Regions from separate parts of the Mus musculus genome. Here region 1 is linked to region 2. Evidence: chromatin contacts called from public promoter capture Hi-C data. All regions are on one chromosome and are shown on one strand. Each heading gives the region's core, a stretch centred on a gene start, on an enhancer-like site or on the middle of the called end of the contact. The rest is flanking DNA. Distances are from core to core; before and after follow the strand shown.

The links. Capture Hi-C pulls out chosen DNA fragments and counts their contacts.
Region 1: a contact with region 2 is called in a promoter capture Hi-C map of liver. The contact joins two enhancer-like sites. A contact is called at or near these places in 21 of 39 promoter capture datasets (the 3T3-L1 cell line, 3T3-L1-derived adipocytes, the C10 cell line and 14 more), 5 of 15 datasets of contacts at CTCF or cohesin (the NIH/3T3 cell line, hippocampal excitatory neurons, pro-B cells and 1 more), 154 of 484 Hi-C or Micro-C datasets (the 3T3-L1 cell line, 3T3-L1-derived adipocytes, the AML12 cell line and 80 more), 19 of 115 datasets of contacts at active chromatin or transcription factors (the NIH/3T3 cell line, astrocytes, bone marrow-derived dendritic cells and 10 more) and 4 of 9 other capture datasets (adipose tissue, embryonic stem cells, liver and 1 more).

The regions. Positions count from the first base shown.
Region 1 is chr9:43,223,410-43,228,577 of GRCm38.p6, forward strand. It overlaps Oaf (out at first homolog), which reads right to left. Exons shown (of 4, transcript NM_178644.3): 2 at 1,467-1,601; 3 at 488-668. Among named protein-coding and RNA genes, the nearest start is that of Oaf, 14 kb to the right of the region's middle. Within about 2 kb of position 3,627, at least 67 of the 459 cell types and tissues checked have an H3K27ac peak or open chromatin away from gene starts, as enhancers often do. A contact at or near this core is called in the AML12 cell line and liver, where this site is marked.
Region 2 is chr9:42,997,901-43,003,547 of GRCm38.p6, forward strand. It overlaps Arhgef12 (Rho guanine nucleotide exchange factor (GEF) 12), which reads right to left. Exons shown (of 41, transcript NM_001359232.1): 16 at 3,958-4,000; 17 at 3,546-3,651; 18 at 3,069-3,206; 19 at 2,457-2,489; 20 at 2,048-2,162; 21 at 1,166-1,271. Among named protein-coding and RNA genes, the nearest start is that of Gm36648, 53 kb to the left of the region's middle. Within about 2 kb of position 2,856, at least 15 of the 459 cell types and tissues checked have an H3K27ac peak or open chromatin away from gene starts, as enhancers often do. A contact at or near this core is called in the AML12 cell line and liver, where this site is marked.

The sequences.
Region 1 (5,168 bases), core at 2,377-4,876, 230 kb after region 2:
GTATTTCCATATAACAGTACATAAATCTTTGGGCTGGAGAGAGCAGGGCCCGAGTGGGCAGAGGTCCTGAGTTCAATTCCCAGCAACCACATGGTGGCTCACAACCATCTGTATAGCTACAGTGTACTCATATACATAATAACTCTTAAAAAAAAAAAAAGAGTCTCAGGACCTAGCAGGTTGTCTTTTGTGTGTCCTCTTATTCTAGCTGCAGAGACAGCACCTCCTCCAGGAAGCCTTTCTGACATATCACAGCCTACCTTGGGGGTTCCACCCTCCCCCCAGAATGCCTGTCCCTCATGACTGCACACTCCCATTTACTCTTGCCATTCAGCTCTACCCACTACCAGCTACAGCAACTGGGGCGTCCACATGGCCCATCCCAGAAGTGACTCAGTAGCTCTCTCTTGAATACACCAGTCACTCAGCAAGGCCTCCCCCACCCCATGCTTCCCCTTCTACCCACCAAGGGCCGTCCCCAGCTGACCTCGCTCTGTCCAGAACTGGACATCCTCCTGGCGGGTGTAGATGGCATCTGTGGCCTCAGCACATACGTTGTGGAGATGGGGACTCAGCAGGCCCCCCTGGCTGAAGTTAACAGCGATATCCATATGTAACTGTTCCAGACCCCTCACTTCCTCAGCCTGCCGCACTGCGCGGGGGTTTTTCTGTAGGCACAAGGTGGGAACACATACTTTGCCTTCCTTTTCCTCAGGCCGTGGAGGGGAACGGAGCCCAACCTGAGAAGCCCATACCCTAGAGGCAGTTAAAGCCATTCTTGTTTTGCTTCTTGGATTTCTGGGGCTCTTTGGCAAGTTCAAGGTGGTTCTGGGAGACAGGGTAGGTAGGCTAGGCAAACTGTTGTAGGGTACATGACAGTGTGGGTTGCCTGCTTTCTGAATCCAGGGGATGAGGTCTTTCGGAGCAGGGTGGACAAAAGGTGGAGCCTCGGGGGGAAAGAAGTCACAAGGTAGGCCTGCAGCACAGGTCAGCTTAGATAAGCTATGGAAAACCGGAACTCCAGGGAGGGATCCTATGCAGGCCAGTGGGCCAAAGGGCGGCCGCAAACAGTATTTCCCGATACACTTTCCCGGATGAGTTCTGATTCTAACCTATGTCCTTAATGTGGAGACCAAGGCATTATAGGCAAGGCCATTTGTCCAGTGTCACTAACGAGGGACAGGGGACAGGTGATGTTCAATCCCAATTCACAGTCTACATCTCTATCTCCACCCAGAAAAGAGTGGGACCTGGATTAGTAGCTCGGGGTGACCTGAGAGTTGGGCCGCGGTACAGAGTAGAGATCTGGGGCTCTGTAGTCAGTTTGATCGGGAGCAAAATCAGGGAATCCGGACCTTCCATGGTGAGTGAATGTTAAGAGAAGGCGGGGAGGAAGAGTGGGGGAGGGGGCTGCCTGAATGAGGACAGGGTGACTGCAGGGTTGGGGCTCTGGGGTGGGCACTCACCTGCCGGAGCTTGGCCATGGCCTCACTGGGGATGATGTCATTGTGGTGCAGCCTTGTGACAAAGCAAAGTGCCTGGAACTGACTCTGCCCCTTCTCCAGCTCCCCGAGGATCAGGGCTCGGAAGATCTTCACGTCCTGAAAGGGAGGGGTAGGAGGATGGAGACCAGCGGGAAGGAAAGGCCCCGGACCAGCCCTGGAGAGGACAGGCCTGGACACTGTACCAGGGCCTGCCCCTCCAGACACCTCCTTCCTCAGATAACCAAGAAACCGCTTATCTTTTCCATTCACACCCGTGACTTCAGAGATCACACCTCCAGGGTTTCCACAGCTTTCTGGAAAACTGACAAAGTCAACCACCCACCGGGAGAGGTTTTCCAAAAGAACCCTTTGACCGGACAGACCTTAATCTCAAGGAAGCCTGCACCTGTTTTTGGTTCTTGTCTATCACCAAGGCCTCCCCTCAGTGAGGACCCCAGTGTCCTTAAGCCAGAGCACTGTGGGGAGAGGAGGGACTACATACATGTTTACAAGCACACATTCCAGAGCTTTCTCAGACTTTGTTACTCTGTAGCTCTTGGGGGGGGGGTCAGAAAACCCCTGGGCATTCTGCAGTCAGCCTGGCCCCTAGCCCCCCACCTCCATTAGGGACTGTGGGGACAAAGGCAGCCGGCTGCAGCTGTTGCTGCCTTCCAAGACTGGAATGGCTCACCTTTCCCCTTCCCTCTCCATTTCCCCTTTCCCTGTGGGGATAACTCATGGTGTGACCAGCAGGCCAATGGTTTCCTTCCTATTCGGAATCACAGGATGCAAGAGGGAGGCTGGGGCAGGAAGAGGGGCAGAGCCTCAGGCACCTTTTGCTGTCTGATGGCAGTGAGAACCCTCAGCTGCATCTGCCTGCATCCTGCATACCCCAACCCCAATCTCTATCTCACCAACCACAGTGCCTGCCTAACTCTCCTGGGGAGAAGGAACTTAGTAAGTCTCAGAAGGGGTCTCAATGTGGGAAGAGCCCTTCTGCAGGCGGGGACACACACACACACACACACACACACACACACACACACGACACACCTGGGCTCAGCAAGTATGGCTGGGAACCTTCCTGGTCCCTATGCCCACAGCTCTACCCTGACACCAGACAATGTAATCCTAGGATTTTCATGGCCCTGCACTTGTACCCTGGGCTGTCTCGTCGGCAGCCCCCTTCATCCAGGCCTTACTGAACAACGGCTAGGGTCCAAGTGTTTGGAGAACGGGGTCAGAGTGTTCCCCAGGGTTCTAGATACAGGGAGGTGCTGATGGTTCCACCTTTAGGCCACATGTGTTAGCCGTCCCAGGCTTTCTCAAGCCTCCCTGTGACAGGGGACAGACAGCTCATGTCCCTGGCACACTTGGGTGGAGCTGATGACCCGGAGGGGTGTGAGTATTCAGCACTGTAAACAGAGGTTATTGTCATTGCTGTCGTGACCAGCAAATGTCAGGGATGATCCGTGACAAGAGCAGCCCATTTTCTTATTGTTTTTGTTTTGTCTGAGACAAGGTTTTTCTATGTAGCCCTGGCTGTCCTGGAACTCACTATGTAGACCAGGCTGGCCTCAAACGCAGAGATCTGCTGCCTCTGCCTCCTGAGTGGTGGGATTAAAGGCGTGAGCCACCACTGCCCTGTTAATAATCTTCTAACAGATTTCACCAATACTGTAACTCTACAAGGGGTCTCCCTGACTGCCTTTACTAGAGACGGATTTATATAATGACTTACTTTAAATGCAACAACTGGGGACGGGCATGTGAAGGGTAATAGCCTAGAAAAGAGAAATTGAGGCCCAGCTGGGGAGAAAAGTTCCCTGAGGCTCCTCATCCCAGAGCCTTGGAAGGAAGGTGAGTCAGCTCGGCTTAACACCACTTCCTCTAGACAGGAAATCCCTTCTTGGGTCACCGTGCTGGCATCTCCTTATCCTGCCAGCCTGGGCCATCTGATCCTCCATCAACTTGGGTCGGCCGAGGGGACACTGGAGGGTGACCTGCTGCTGGTGGCTGATCCCATTCTGGCTAGGCACAGTTCTGTCAGGTGGGTTCCACATAAGATCTCCCACTCCAGGAGTCTGAGTCAGGCAGTACCTGGGAGGAGCCTCGGGCAAGATCCAAAGTCCACCTCACTGGTATCTGCAGCTCTGAGCCTTGTGGGAATCCTATCTGGAGACTGCTGTCTTCTCAGTGACACATGAACTAAGTAAGTACCCAGTGTTCTCAGGGCTGCCGAGGGGCTCAGTGAACGGAGATACCCTCTGCCCACCCCAAGGAGTGGAAGGCATTAAGCGTTTAGAACCAGACGAGGCTGGAAGAGCTCTGCTTGAGGAGTTGAAGAGATGGTTCAGTGGATAAAGTGCTTGTCACACAAGCATGAGGACCTGAGTCCAATTACCAGCACCCAGGTTAAAACAACAACAACAACAACAACAACAACAACAACAACAACAACAACAACAACAGTTGTGGTGGAGCATGCTTGTGATACTGGCATTGGGGATGCAGAGGCAGGAAGATCCCTAGAACTTACTGGCTAGCCAGGTTAGTCTAATCCATGGACACCAGGTCCCAGTGAGAGACTATCTCAAAATATGTGGTGAGCAATGATACCTGAGGGTGACCACTGGCCTCCTCCACACATGCAGATGCATGTATGTTCACATGCACTCGAATGCTCAAGTGCATCTGCACATACACCTACTTGTGTGCACACACAGAGACACAGTCAGTCAGACAGACAGACAGACAGACAGAGACAGATAGACAAGACCCGCTTTATAGTTCCTTCCCTGTTTCTCAACTAGATACTAATAGCAATGACAACCACCAGATGCAACCAACACTGAGAAACTGCTGCCTGGGCACGGAAGGAAGTCCTCTGTCACTGTGTGGGGCAAAGAGTCACTGAAGTCGATAACTGGGAAAGAAACTGCCAGTTCCTACGCCTCCAATGGATTGCCTCACGGCTCAGAGGTCGTCTCCACAACAGAGGCAGAGCTCGGTGACAGCTTGGGTTGGGTAACCTGCTCAAGGCCATGGACTTAGGGGAAATGTAGCCGGTGTTTTAACCAGGTAGTCCAGGCTATCCCACAGCTGAGCCCTTTCCCCAGAGAGTACAGTTACCTCCTGGATCAACTAGCCAAATTTCCCTGATGTGCAAGGATAGAAACAGGCTGAGTGGGTGCAGTGTACACCTAGCACTTGGGAAGTGGAGGCAGAAGGACAGCCAGCTAGAAAGCAGTTTGAAAGAGACATTTTGTTTTGAGGGCAAAATAGAAGGAGAGAGGAGAAAGGCGGTGAAGCTGAGAGGAAGGAAGGAAGGAAGGAAGGAAGGAAGGAAGGAAGGAAGGAAGGAAGGAAGGAAGGAAGGAATGAACTGAAGCTTAGGCCCACAGAACCGGTGAATGGCAGACATAGGACTAGAACCTGGGTTCCTTCACAACATCCTCACTTGACCACTATACCTAAATCCTTGGTTGATTGCCTAGGAACATGGCAGTTCCTCCTCTCACTCTGTGCGCCTAACCAACAGCCTGATACAAATAAAACAGCAGGCAGGAATACCTGCTAGCCACTGTCCGCCCTATGAAAAACCCCTTTATGCCAGAGTTCTCTGATCTTGCTTTTTTTTTTTTTAAAGATTTATTTATTTTATGTATGTGACTACACTGTAGC
Region 2 (5,647 bases), core at 1,606-4,105:
AGCAGAAGAAAGAACATAGAAGGAGAAGCTGGCAAGAGCAGTGGCCGTGGAGGCAGAGGGAATGCTGGGAGACAGTTTTATCTCCTGAAAAATTAAAGATGCAGCCTCTATCTGTGAGTGTTATCCCTCTCCACCTTTCCCTATATATTCACAATATCTCCGCTGTACCAAAGACTGCCCTCCTCCTTACTCTTGCTCACATCAGATTCTTTCGGGTCATCCTCTGCTACCTTATGCATCCTCACATGGCTCTGGACAGCCCGAATCTAAGTCCATCTTCTCCTTCTTCGCAGATTGCCTCTGCCTGGCACTTGCAGGACTCCCCATGTCCTGGAGACGCAGCATCACTGCTCTCCAACCAAACTGTCACCCCATTATGCCAGAACCTCAGGTGAGAAGCCCAGCACAGGCTGGCTACCTTCCTAGTACCACATCTGTCTCTGCTGCCACACTGTCTGGTGGTCTGACCTCGCTCTGCAGATGGGGTTGACAGGCTGTCAGAAAAAGCACAGTGGACACATGGAAACCACAGAAATACGCAGAAAGTAAGTAACAGTAAGTACAAAGGGACTAGACAAGTCATGGTGGAGTGATCGATGACCAGGGGTGTGCATGCATGTGTGTATGTGTGCGTGTGGTGTGCAGGTCTGAATGAGACAACTCTGAGTACTATTTCCATTCCTCAGTCAAAGTCCACATTCTTTTTTAAGTCCAGCCTCTTCTCACCTGGAACTCAGTACGTAGGTCAGGCTAGCAGGCCAGGGATCCACCTGTCTCTGGCTTCCCAGATTCCAGCTACTACATTCGGCATTCTTCCTCAACATGGGCTCTACAGCAGATTGAATGTCTCTTTTAAGAGCTTTACCAACTGAGCTAGCTCCCTGGCCCAAAGCTTTTTTTTTTTTTTTTTTTAAATTGAATAAGATAAAAATCAAAGATAAGAAGCCGTGGCAGGCATGGGATGGCACACGTCACTGATGAAGATGTTCACATCAGTTAATACAGCACCGTAGGTGAGCTTTGTTCAGAACAGCACTAGGGGAAACAAGGCAGAGTGCAGCATCAGCAACAGCAGCTGCAGAGCAGCTGCCTCCAGCAACACATTCCCGACCAAACAGGCTTCTGAGGAAAGGCAGCAAGAACAGCACCTCGAGCTTCAACGTACTTGCACTGTTGTCGTGGCGGCTTGGTCTTCTTGGGGGTCCCAAAATGCTGGGGAATCCTCTTCGCTTCCCTTTTTCTTCGCCCTCTCTATCTTTCTTCATGCTTTGCTAAATTCAAGGTACAATTACAGTAAGATAAGAGACATGGAATAGTAGGTCTTGTTGTTGTTTTCAAATACAGCAATGTGACTCTAATGGCCAGCTGAAAGGAAATGGCACGATACTCAGAAAAGAACCACGGCGCCCATGGAGCCGAGCTGCGTGTGAACCTCCAGCTCAGCATGCCTTATTTTCTGCTTTTGCATTTTTGGTGTGAGACAACATCTGATGTAGTCCTGGCTGCCCTTAAGCCCACTATATAGACAAGGGTGACCATGACCTCTGGATCTTCCTGCTTGTAACTCCCAAGTGCTGTTGATGCAGGCCTGCACTACCAAGCTCAGCTTTCAACACAAATAATGCTCTTAGAAAGTAAAAAGCCAATTTTACCAGCAGCTTGCTGACAAACATTTGCTGTTTTACAGCATCATTCACCCATTCAACATTTTCATAGTATGTGAAAGCACCGTGCTAAAAACTAGGGACACACCTTTACACTCTAAGAAACACTAAATAAAACCTAATAATTACTGAGACAGGTGCCCTGAAGTGACAGTCTAAGGTACTGGTTTGCAGGCGGCAGGCATATAAACGTTACCTTACCTAATAATAAGCTTTTCTATGTGTGGATTTCTCACTAGATAGTTTCTTGGCAAGAGAGACCAAGTTAGACCTATCACGATGCTCAGTGCTGATGTGCTGCCTTAGTAAACGCTGGGAAGGAATCACTGTCCGCAAATGTGCAGAATGGCAAGGTAGCCCCTGTGCTATTGCCCCAGCCGCACCTTGATCTTTGGAAGGAAGCCGATCCGACCCCGCTTGTGCTCCAAGTTTCGAGGTTCTTTCACTTTTACTCCCAAATACTTCATATACATGAGAATTACATACTGCATTGTGGAACTGGAGGAGAAACGATTGAATACTGTAAGAATTCTGATGTGAGAAGGATGGTCAGAATAAAGAGATCAAGTGATTTCTAGAGGCCCAATGATGGAAATTAATCAAGGCAGAAACTTTAAAAAAAAAAAAAAAAGTACACAAACCAATTCTATCCACATGACACTAGAGTTACAAACCAAATAAAAAACAGGCCACCAGAGGGAGCCTACAGTCTACATATGAAGTTTAAAGAAACAGACATTTTAGAGCAGAGAGAGAACCTAGCTCTAGTTGGGGTAGGGAACATTATATTACCTCCTTTCTTCTTCTACAGCCTGAGCAGTCATCCTAAAAATAGGAATATTTTAAGGTGAAATACATACAATTGCAGATGGTCTATCTATAAGTCAGTGATACATTTGGAAGTGATCTATCTGTAAGTCACACAACACAGTTCAAGGCCCTGGGTTCAATCCAAGGTGCCATCAAAAAGATCAAAGAAACATATACATTTAATCAGAGATTTGCTATTTAAGCTTAGACACCTGAAACAACAGAAAAGAACTAAATGATTAGGGTCCCGTGTACATCAAGGATAAAATACTCAAGCAACTCTACTCCACAAAGGACCCCCACCATTTCACAGCTGCGTCATTAGATGAGTGTGTTCCACAGCAGCAAGTACTGCCCAAGGCCTTAAGTCATGCAGTGAAAGTGGTCACCAGCGCTTATCACTGACTACAAGTCTTGGAGTTACTCATTAACCAACACTCAGAACGGAGAAGGCAAGAACTTTCAAAAGGAAAAAAATTCCATTTCCAGTGTCAGGACGAATAATTCTACACATTGCAACCTGACTGCTCCACCAGATCTGCTTAAAGAGGGCTCCAAGCAAAAGCAGCATTTCTGCATGCCGTTCTGACTTACAACACTTCTTCAATTTTGGTAACGATCTGTTCCGCACATGCTCGCTCCTTCTCCAGAGTTCCCCGGTCCTTGTCTCTCTCTGCATCAAGTTTAGTCAGCTCACTCTCAGCCAAGGTCAGCCCCATGCTGCGTTTCTGTCTAAAAGAGTTAGGAAAAAATATCTCAGCAGAGAGCAAACTATCTCCCTCTAGGTGTCTAGACAGCCCTACCTACAACTGACTATGGACAGGCAGGATGTCCTGTTTCCTACTTTGACCTAACAAGTTGAGGGTCAAGATGCTGCACTGAGCCACCTCCATGCTGAAAGGGCCTGAATGGAGACTATGGACTCTCATCCACCCTCTGACTTCAGATGCCCACTATGTTTAACGACAGGGCTAAGGTCATATGGTTTACATATGTAGCTTTTTCCTATTTAAAAATATAAGCCAAATAACTCACAATGAGCACACCAAGTTTTCTCTAACCCCAGCTTACCGGAAATCCTCCAAGTGCCTCTGAACTTCAGGGTGGACTCTCTCCTGCATTGTCTGAATGTAGAGGCGATGCAGATCCTCAGGAATAAGCTCAGGTCTTCTCTTTTCTGCACAAAGAAGAGGAATTAAGTGATCTAAAGAGATGGTCTATGCAGCCTGACACTGGCAGCACAGTGACATTGCACATCCACACTGAACTTACTACACCAGAGAACTTACTCAGTGCAGTTACTGCACTTCCTGTCAGAAGCCAGCTCTCATCCTTTCATCCTCTCAGTGTAGTAGACTCTCTTTCAGCTGTGAGTCACATGGTTAAAGTAGCCTGACTAAACTAACATAAAACAGCGGATCTGAGGCGAGCCACAGTTTGATGGAGACACTAATCTTCAGGGACTCGGGTGCTTCAAACTTACCTAGATCCACGGAGATTTCCTCAGGAACTGGAACCTTCAGGTGCTGAAACAACACAAGCAGAGTCAGAGCTGCCCCGCAGGCTTCCGGGGCAGACTGAGGAAGGTGTGTAGGTTTATCCTAAAGGTGTTTGCTAATCCAGCTGTTCTTGCCCGTCCAAGTGACACAGCCCTGTCTATTGCTTAGACATGGAAATAAACTCTTTCCCCAAAGTTCTGCTGTGAACAAAGAACTAGCCATTTTATCGGGCAGCAAAATAAATGCTTCGGTACCACTCCACGTAACTATCTGACATCAGCTTACTATAAACGCTGGTCAATATAATCAGTTATGCATTACCTGAAATGATACAAGTAAACCTAAGCTATGCGTCTATTATATAGGAAAACTTGACTCACATAAGTATGATGTTCATGTCTGAATCTGAGCGGCTCATCCTACAGACCACGTGATTATCAGTAATGTTCTTAGCTAACTGTTAAATCCCTCAGCAGTACACTGCCGATGAAAAAGTACTGGATGTTATGTTGAGTTTTTGAGTCTTAAACTCTCAACAACAATCAGTAATAATCAGTAGTTCCTGCAGTAGAACTGAAGCAACTATTTTAAGATACACTTCTTTCTATCAGGATTTCTCCCCATAAGCATGAAGAATTATTATCAGACTATAATGTTCTTTACCCAATAACTAAACAGAAAATCTTATTATTTTGTATTCAGAGGAAATATCTTGGTTCTTATACAAATTTTATACTGTACACCTATTAAAGTCATATATTTCCTAAATTTATAATTCTTATAAAGATCTAAAGTTGTAAATTTGAAAATAAGTCAGTGTTAAAATATTATGAGACCATTACATAATTTATTTTGGTGTGTGTATGTGATGTGTGCACATGTGTGTAAGTATTTACACTTGTACATGCATGCATCTGTGAAGGCCAATGTTGGCTTCTACTATCACTCTCTACCCTATTCTTTTTTTTTTTTTTTTTTTTAAAGATTTATTTATTTATTATATGTAAGTACACTGTAGCTGTCTTCAGACACTCCAGAAGAGGGAGTCAGATCTCGTTACGGATGGTTGTGAGCCACCATGTGGTTGCTGGGATTTGAACTCCTGACCTTCGGAAGAGCAGTCGGGTGCTCTTACCCGCTGAGCCATCTCACCAGCCCCTACCCTATTCTTTTGAGACAGGGTTTCTCATTGAACCTGATACTGACTGATCTATTAGCCTGGCTGGCTGCAGAGTCCCTGGAATCCTTGTCTCCCTGTCTTCCCTCCTGCGCTGGGAGTACAAGTGTGCACAGCCACGCCTGGCTCCTTATGTGGGTGCAAACATCTAATTCAAGTACTTATACTTGCACAACAAGCACTTACCGCTGAGCAAGCCATCTCTGGCCCCTAAGAAGAGTGAAATGGCAAGACATGTTCATACATGTCTGTAATCCCAACACTTGGGAACCAGAGATGGGAGAATCTTAAGCCAAAGGCCTGCCTGGGCTAAAAGACTCTGTTTCAATGATATGGAAAAGGGAAAGACGTGAGAAACAGAAAACAGAAATGTTCTTTTAGCACACATGCAAAAAAGTACATGTGGGTTAGCAGTGTAGCTCAACAGCACAGCCTTGCTGAGTGCACTGAGACAGGGGTGTGATTCTAGCACCACAAGAAATCAAATAAAAACTAAT